2 separate regions of the Pan troglodytes genome follow, and region 1 is linked to region 2. Evidence: chromatin contacts called from public Hi-C data. All regions are on one chromosome and are shown on one strand. The core of a region is the stretch at or near the end of the contact, and the rest is flanking DNA. Distances in the headings are between cores, read along the strand shown. Region 1 holds the start of PDGFD (platelet derived growth factor D). Region 2 has its middle 350 kb from the start of DDI1.

Region 1 (3,830 bases), core at 1,299-3,798, 480 kb before region 2:
ATATTTATAAATCTGACTTCATTTTGTTGGCTCATGTTCTTCTAACTGACCTATAAGCATTCAAAATGTAGTGGTAAATTCACTATTTTGGTGAGTCTGAGATACATGTAAAAAATAAATTGAAACAATCTTATCTTCTATCTTTGTACCAGACCTTTCCCACTAAAAGAATATTTTTATTAAATAATATTCTGTGTACAATGATACCTCAGTTGATATGATCAAACTAATTAGTAAGAATTAATTAGTAGATATTTTAAAACCAGGTCCAGAATAATTGGTTGGGTTCAGGTGCCTAATTTGTGTTTTATTGTTGATTTTGGATATTTACTGACATTAAAGATCAAGAACATGTTGATTATATGTGATATCCCTTACTATTCTTACCTAAAATATTTGAAATTATGAATTCACAATGCCTTGGGAGCTCAAAGTATTAGTATCTTGGAAAACACTACATTGAATATTTAAAATTCATTATTTTATATAAGATATTAAGACACAATTTTAGCATTTTGATACTTGTAATAAGTCAGTATCTTGATACATGTCATAATTACATAATTATAAGTCATTTGCAAATTTTCTCCGTTTTTCTATATTCTCATATCAGAAGCTAAGTATGAAATTGAATGAGCATTTCCAACCACTTCTAAAAAATGATATCACATATTTCAATTAGTCCCTACTCCTATCCCATCTATCTCTACCCCTTTTCACTTATTAACACAGTTACATACTTACTTGTTTATGTTCCCTTTCCTCTATTATAATGTAAACTCAAAGAGATTAGGAACTTTATTTCTTGTTCACAATTTAATCCCCAAGATTTTTAGACCAGAGCATAACACAAGGGGAAAAACTAATGCTTAATTAATACCTGTTGAATGAATAAATGATCCTTAGTGTCTCTCCCAGGGTTTCACTATATCCTGAAACAATGTAATTAGATCTTTTTTCCAGGGGCTTTCCAACTTTTTTGATCATGCCCCAAAGAAATAACTATTATATTATAGTGTTCGTGTATCTGAAACAAAATATTCATAAAACAATATTATTATCTCCAATGAACCCTGATAATTAAATTTCTAAACTATTGTATTCCAATCCATTTATTTAAACAATTATTCTGGTATTGAAGTTGATTTCATGGCCCACAAACCTAAATTTTGTAAAATACCATTTTAGGCCAAAAAGCCAATAGAGATGAAACATGTTGATCTTTGACTATGTTGAAGGGACACATGTACCCTCGTCCTTGTTGGATGGTATAATAACTTGACAAGGCTATCTTTTCCAGAACTTCCTGCCCTTCTCAGCCACTTAAAGTTCCCTATGTATGGATATCACTTACCATATGCCAGACTTTCAGGAGCTGGAAGGCCTGAAAAAGACTGAAAATTTTCTCTTCTAGATCTCATCAGCGGAAAATTGAGAAATCATATAAATTTGGATTTGGATTCAGCTACAAACAAAACAATATGCTAAACATTTTTTCACATCATTCTCACCACAACCATGCAAATTAACAATTGCTACTCTTGCAAATAAATAAACTGAGTTTCGAAAGATCAGATGATTTGCTCAAGGGGACAAAGCCAGTGAGCAGCGAGTCTGGACTCACGCCTTTTCCAAATACAGTCCCCTCCCATGGGCAGACAAGACACACGATGTAAAACCAGAGGCAGCCCCTCTCAACTGCTGAGCTTCCAGACGCAGAGTAGGGAGAATCCCAAAAGCCTCAACGACCCATGCCTCTTCCTATGCACTGTGAAGGCAAGTGAGCACAGTGTTCTGCAACTTCTTCCCCTTGCTCAGTCTGTCCCTGCTCAACCCCACTCTGTCCTGTTGCCCTTTCCTGTGGAAGGGCTGGAGCTAGTGCATATAAAAACGCTCGTGAAGACTTCTTGCCCTTATTGTACACTGCACCACATGGCCCATCACGTCTACAGCCCTGTGTGATAGGTGGTTCATCTTGCTGCACCCTAGAAAAGGCATTTTGGTGTCCAATACTCTCTGGTACCAGGATGCCCTGCCTCATCCTGGAGTTCGCGAAAAGTGAAAGCTACGCCATCCCTCCATCAGTCTTGACCTTTTCTAGGGCATTTTTGATAGATGGAGTGACTCAAGAGTAGCTTTCTCTGGGTGATATACTTTTATTTTTATTTTATTCCCTGAAAAGGTACCCTTGACTCACCCAAAGGTCACACTGATGGGAGCTCAAAGAAAAGCTCGGAATTAAGCTCCTTTGTGATTGTATTTTTTCACTATAAACAGTGAAATTTTAACTAAGTAGAGTCTCATTTTGGTTATTGTAAAATAAACACTCCCAACTCCAGTCCCTGTCCCCACATCCCACCACCATCAAGGCGGAGAGCTGTGGCTTGTGGGTGGATGTGCCAGTCACCACTGAAGAAGTGCTGGGATTCTACCCTCTCCCACTTCCTCCTGGCGAGTTTGTTTCCTGAGCCCTTACAGGTCCAACCAGGAGGGTAAAGCCCAGGGCGGTGGGAAGAGTCCCGGCCAGCGATTAAACTGGGCATGCTCAGTGGCAGAGCAGGTTTAGGCCCGGCCTGGGAAACTGGGGAGCTGAGGTGCTCGCGCCGCCGCTCTGAGCCCGAGTGCGCGCCTCTCAGGGGCCGCGGCCGGGGCTGGAGAACGCTGCTGCTTCGCTCGCCTGCCCCGCTAGATTCGGCGCTGCCCGCCCCCTGCAGCCTGTGCTGCAGCTGCCGGCCACCGGAGGGGGCGAACAAACAAACGTCAACCTGTTGTTTGTCCCGTCACCATTTATCAGCTCAGCACCACAAGGAAGTGCGGCACCCACACGCGCTCGGAAAGTTCAGCATGCAGGAAGTTTGGGGAGAGCTCGGCGATTAGCACAGCGGCCCGGGCCAGCGCAGGGCGAGCGCAGGCGACGAGAGCGCAGGGCGGCGCGGCGTCGGTCCCGGGAGCGGAACCCGGCTTTTTCTTGGAGCGACGCTGTCTCTAGTCGCTGATCCCAAATGCACCGGCTCATCTTTGTCTACACTCTAATCTGCGCAAACTTTTGCAGCTGTCGGGACACTTCTGCAACTCCGCAGAGCGCATCCATCAAAGCTTTGCGCAACGCCAACCTCAGGCGAGATGGTAAGAGACTCATTTTATTTTTTAACTGAAAAAAAAAAATCATGTTTTCTATTGTTATTGTTCTTTCTATGTTTTTCCCCTTTCTTTTTGAATCTTGAATGTGCACTCGGGCTGAATGCATTGTTTGGGGAGGGAGGTCTCCTGCCTGTCTCCAGTCCTGAGAGAGCTCCATTTCCGGAATGGGACTGAGAGGTGTGGGACGCGTGCTGATGGGGATAGGATAAGCCAGGTGGCTCATCTTGCTGCACCCTAGAGAAGTCATTTTGGTGTCCAAGCCTCTGGTACCAGGATGCGGTGCCTCATCCCGGAGTTGGCGAAAGTTGCAAGCTGCGCCGCCCCTTGGTCAGACTCAACCTTTCTTAGGCAATTTTGATAGGTGGAAGGACTCTAGAGTAGCTTTCCCTGGGTGATAGACGTTTATTTAAATTTTATTTATTTATTTATTTATTTTTACGAGTGAGAGGAGAAATCATGCGTTTCAGTCTAGCAGTTATATCTGGAACAGTGACAATTTACTGTTTATTTTCGGGAAATGGCAGTGTGCAGCCTATTGCCCTTTAGGTCCCCTAAGTGACTTTCCTATTGAAGTTCACCCTGACTCAGAAGCTCAGAGTGTAGGAGACCAAGGCTTCTGGGGTTTCATCAGTACCACAGGGGCACCAGGCTTCTGCTGCTAGTTTCCTTGCAGAAGCGGCTTCCAATTA
Region 2 (4,223 bases), core at 422-2,921:
CAGGATGGACTGCGGAAATGCGGACAGGGCAGCGAACGTGTCTGCCACACATGCAGGTGGTCCAAGAGGAAAATCCACTGCTGTCAGCATGTTATTACACCACTCGTCTAATTATCTCCACTTTAGACCTCAAATTTATGCAGGATTTGTAGACTCACCTATTCCCCACATCCTACAACCCAGCTAGTCTTCTTGATGGGTTATTTTTATGTACATAGTTTTATTCACTCATTGGTTCAGCAAATATTTGTGAAGCCTCTTATTTGTGTCCATTCAAGGGATAGGAACCCAATGATGAATAGAGCAGTTTTGTCCTCGAGAATTCTTCTCGCAGGTTATAGGAGGGACATAAGTAGGCCAACAATTTTGATAAAGTTTGGGGAGACTATGAGATGGAAATGGGTAGAAAGGGAAGCAATGGTAAACATTTGTCACAACCCATTGAATTTCACGTTGAAAATGGTCTTTCGTTGTATGTGAATCATACCTCAATACAGCTGATACGTATATTTTATAGGTTAGGGATAAAGGAAATAAGCAATTAGGTCTTATCACCACTATTCTAATGTAACATGTTACAACCCAGGAAACATAGAACACAGTTGCAATTTTGAGGCTAAACAGTGGACACTAAGAAAAAAGTTTCTAAAGCTCTAGTATATATCTGAGTCACCAGAAAGCCTTGTGAAAACACCAATAGCTGAGCCCTGCCACCAGAATATGTGATTCAATAGGTTAGGGGTGAGATCCGAGAATTCACAGTTTTGATGGAGTCTCCAGTGATGCTGATACTCTTGTTCACAGTCCCACACCTCTAGAAATAACATATGACTGTACTAAGGAAATGTGTTCAAATCATAGTATGATATAGACTGAAGAATGCAACATTTTCCCATAAATAATAAGTGAATTGTAAATTTACACTGCAGCCCAAGACTGCTGGAGTGCTGGTCTGTTTCTTAATGTAGGTGGTGGTTATATGGGTGTGTTCACTTTATGAAATTTCAGAGATGTACACTCATGATTTGTACACATTTCAATATGTATCAAAATTGAACAAAAAGTTTAAATAAAAAAGAAAAAAAAGGAATGTATGGTTCATTTCCATCCCAGTAGCCCCCTTAATGAAGTGCTTTTCGAGACATATGTATGCTTTATTTAGGGCTTCTTTAACCTAATATAAAAAGAAATCAACTTTCATGAACTTTCACTGAAAATATTGAGCCATATATCTTTGCCTCTAACACTATCATATGATCCTAGAACATGTGATGTTCTCAATGGTTTGCAGATGAAGAAGAAATAGAAAACGAGCTAAAACACATTTGTTTCAGACTCTCAGAGGAGTAGGAGGAGGGAGATTAGTGTTTTCTAACGGAAAAATACAGCCCCAAAGGAGCAGCCACTTGCATCTTGAACATTAAAAAGCAATCACAAACAGTGCTTCATGCAGCCACTGAGCAGTTTCTGGAGAATTGAACTGAATTTCCTCCTCTCACATTTCTTTTAAGAGGTGCTTTGCCATGAGAGTATTTCCAGGAATTGGAGAGTCACAATAGTTACAAATACCATTGGCCTGAAGAATTCTTGGCACTTGAGGAGCTGTAGGGATTTATACATTAGTTGAGCACAGAAGTTGGTGTGTGAGGCTGCATGCTACCAAGACAGGAACATCCATCGGGTTTCAATGGCACCTTTAAATCACCCAGCACTGTGGGGCAACAGGCAGGACAACTCTCTGCATTCTGCTTCCTATGCAATTATTTAGTCATGAGATGGCATGTTCTCTCCTTTTGCATTAAACAGCAGCTCCACTGAGGTTATAATAATCGTAGTGAACGTTTGTACCATGCGGTGCCACTAAAAAGCCTCTTTGCATGTTGTGCCTTCTACTGACCAGAGTTTCTGTGAGCCCAGCTCCTTCCGTGCTTCTTGCTCAGGGTGCACTGCCTGAGGTTAGCACTCAGCTTTGTCTGGCAGTGGTCATTAGTGTGATGTGCTGTGATCACCCCCTGGTGTTGAGTCTGTGCAATAACAATAATATCTGACCTTGGTGTCAACTTCAAAGCAAATCGGCAAAAGCTAAAAGGTGGCTTGATCGACCTGGACTGCTGCGCATTAGAGTTTCAAAAGATAACATTACCACATAAATAGCCTGCCAGGGATGGAGGAGGGGTGAAAAGAGGCTCAGAGGTAAGAGGGTTTTTCTATAGGAATGTTCTACAATCATTTCAGCATTACACAGCAACTCTGTTGATGGAGATTATAATAATCACACTGAACATTTGTATGGTGCAATGCCATTAGAAAGGCTCTTTCCATGTTACAGTCATTTCCCACGATTTGGTGGTCTAAATATAAAGAACCACCAAATGCTTAGTGCTCAGTACTGTGCTACTCGTGCTGAAAAAGACACATGTGAGCGCATGACGGGTGGTATCTTCCAGGCTGCCTGTTGGAGCATCTGGTGGGGTGGTCACAGTCCTAATGACTGTGTGTGCCTCTCAGGCCTCACTCATGCTGCTGAAAATATTGATTGAGACGAATTAATCCCATCTAAAAAATAAACTTGAGGCCATTTACTAAACGTCACTAGGTCATACATCTGTCTATATGTCAAGCTAAAGGTTTGGGTAGAAAATTAGCACCAGGGTCTAGGCCTAGTTTTAACCACCAGTTTCCCCTCACTTGAGTACTGGGAGTTGCCTTAGCTAGGAATGTCTTGGTAATGTCTTCATCCTGGTATTATTCCAGAATCTCTTTGCCATACTGGTTTTATGTCTTGATTCAAGTTTTCTTTGTCTATTTCTTACATTAATGTGGCTGTTTGCTGAGATTCTTAATACGCAAATTGTAAAGAGTCTCTGGTTGCTTCTAGCCTGAAATAAACAGAGCTGAAAAGGTAATTTCTGTTTTCCACTGTTACTCTTATCTCTGTTTCTAATTCCAGTTGCGCAAAGACTCACAGCACAGAAAGTACAAAATGTGGAACTCCTAACTAGAACTACCAGATTTTCCCTGAGGGATGGGACCCACCCAGCTCAGAGCATGGACATAGTTGATTGGCTACACCTTCAGAGTCGAGGACCAGACCTGGGGGTTTGGAGAGGTCATCTATCTATTCATTTATACACACACACATGTAAACGTATATACATACACATACCCATGCACACATGATGTACATATGTGTATCACCTCAAGATGCTGTGTGAGGATTACATGGCAATACCTATAAACTACTTGGAATGATATCGGACACATAGTAAAGCTGAATAAATGTCAGCTATTATTATTTATTCTTTATATATCAGTTCACATGTCATTTCCTCCTGGAAGCCTCCTCTGATCCTTGGCTAAGTTTAGCTTCCTTTATTGTGTGTTCTTTGAAGACGTCTGCCTTTCTTTTAAAGCATTGATATAATCTCAACTTAGATCTGTAGTTTCACAGATGTCTCCTCACTCTACATTGCCAGCTCTGTTTTTTCCTATTACTGTATCTCTGGAGCCCAACCTCTATTAGGTGGCCAGTAAATACTTGTCAGTTATTTTAGCTGAATGAATCTCTGAATCCCACTGAAAGTCTCCTGCTTAGCAGGGAATGAGGAAAGGGAAGGAAAGACATCTCTAACTAGAGGTTGAAAAGAAAACACAGTCTAGACTCAAACACTCTTCCTCTCTGGTTATTTTCAGCTTTCTAATCTGCAGCAGCTAAGCTTAAGAGCTGCTACCTCAGGACTAAAAACTTATAGCAGGGCATGGTGGCATGCACTTGTAGTCCTAGCTGCTCGGGAGGCTGAGCCAAGAGTACTACTTGAGCCCAGGAGTTTGATCAGTGAGCTATGATCGCACCATTGCACTCCAGCCTGGACAGCAGAACAAAACCTTTTCTCTAAAAATAAGTAAATAATAATTTTTAAGTGCCTTGCTTGGGGGTTGTGAGATCATTATTATTCAATTGCTTGGGGTTCAGTACACATGAGCCACAAATGTCCTCCAAAAACCCAGGTTCTGGGGCAGCCTGACCTTGAAGATGTAGGATAAGACTAAAACTGCCCATCCAATGTGTGGGTGTGGTTTTTGAGGTCCCTTTTCACACTCATATCATCTCTTTTAACCATAAGCAATAATTGTCTTCTCTCCAAAGATCAGATCAAGTGCTCAGTTGGTTCTTCCTCCCTGTGTCCCCCAAACCATCCAGGAGCAGGGGCTTGAAAGATTTA

The links. A called contact is a pair of places that touch in the nucleus more often than the background predicts.
Region 1: a contact with region 2 is called in a Hi-C map of stem cell-derived neural progenitor cells, with 5 times the contacts expected there. The contact joins the promoter of PDGFD here to the enhancer-like site in region 2. A contact is called at or near these places in 3 of 7 Hi-C or Micro-C datasets (blood, induced pluripotent stem cells and stem cell-derived neural progenitor cells) and 1 of 1 datasets of contacts at active chromatin or transcription factors (stem cell-derived excitatory neurons).

Annotation. Positions count from the first base shown.
Region 1 is chr9:106,214,895-106,218,724 of NHGRI_mPanTro3-v2.0_pri, reverse strand. It overlaps PDGFD (platelet derived growth factor D), which reads left to right and starts at 2,548. Exons shown (of 7, transcript XM_001154475.8): 1 at 2,548-3,126. The coding sequence starts at 3,003.
Region 2 is chr9:105,730,954-105,735,176 of NHGRI_mPanTro3-v2.0_pri, reverse strand. No RefSeq gene overlaps it. Among named protein-coding and RNA genes, the nearest start is that of DDI1, 350 kb to the left of the region's middle. Within about 2 kb of position 1,671, at least 9 of the 24 cell types and tissues checked have an H3K27ac peak or open chromatin away from gene starts, as enhancers often do. A contact at or near this core is called in induced pluripotent stem cells and stem cell-derived neural progenitor cells, where this site is marked.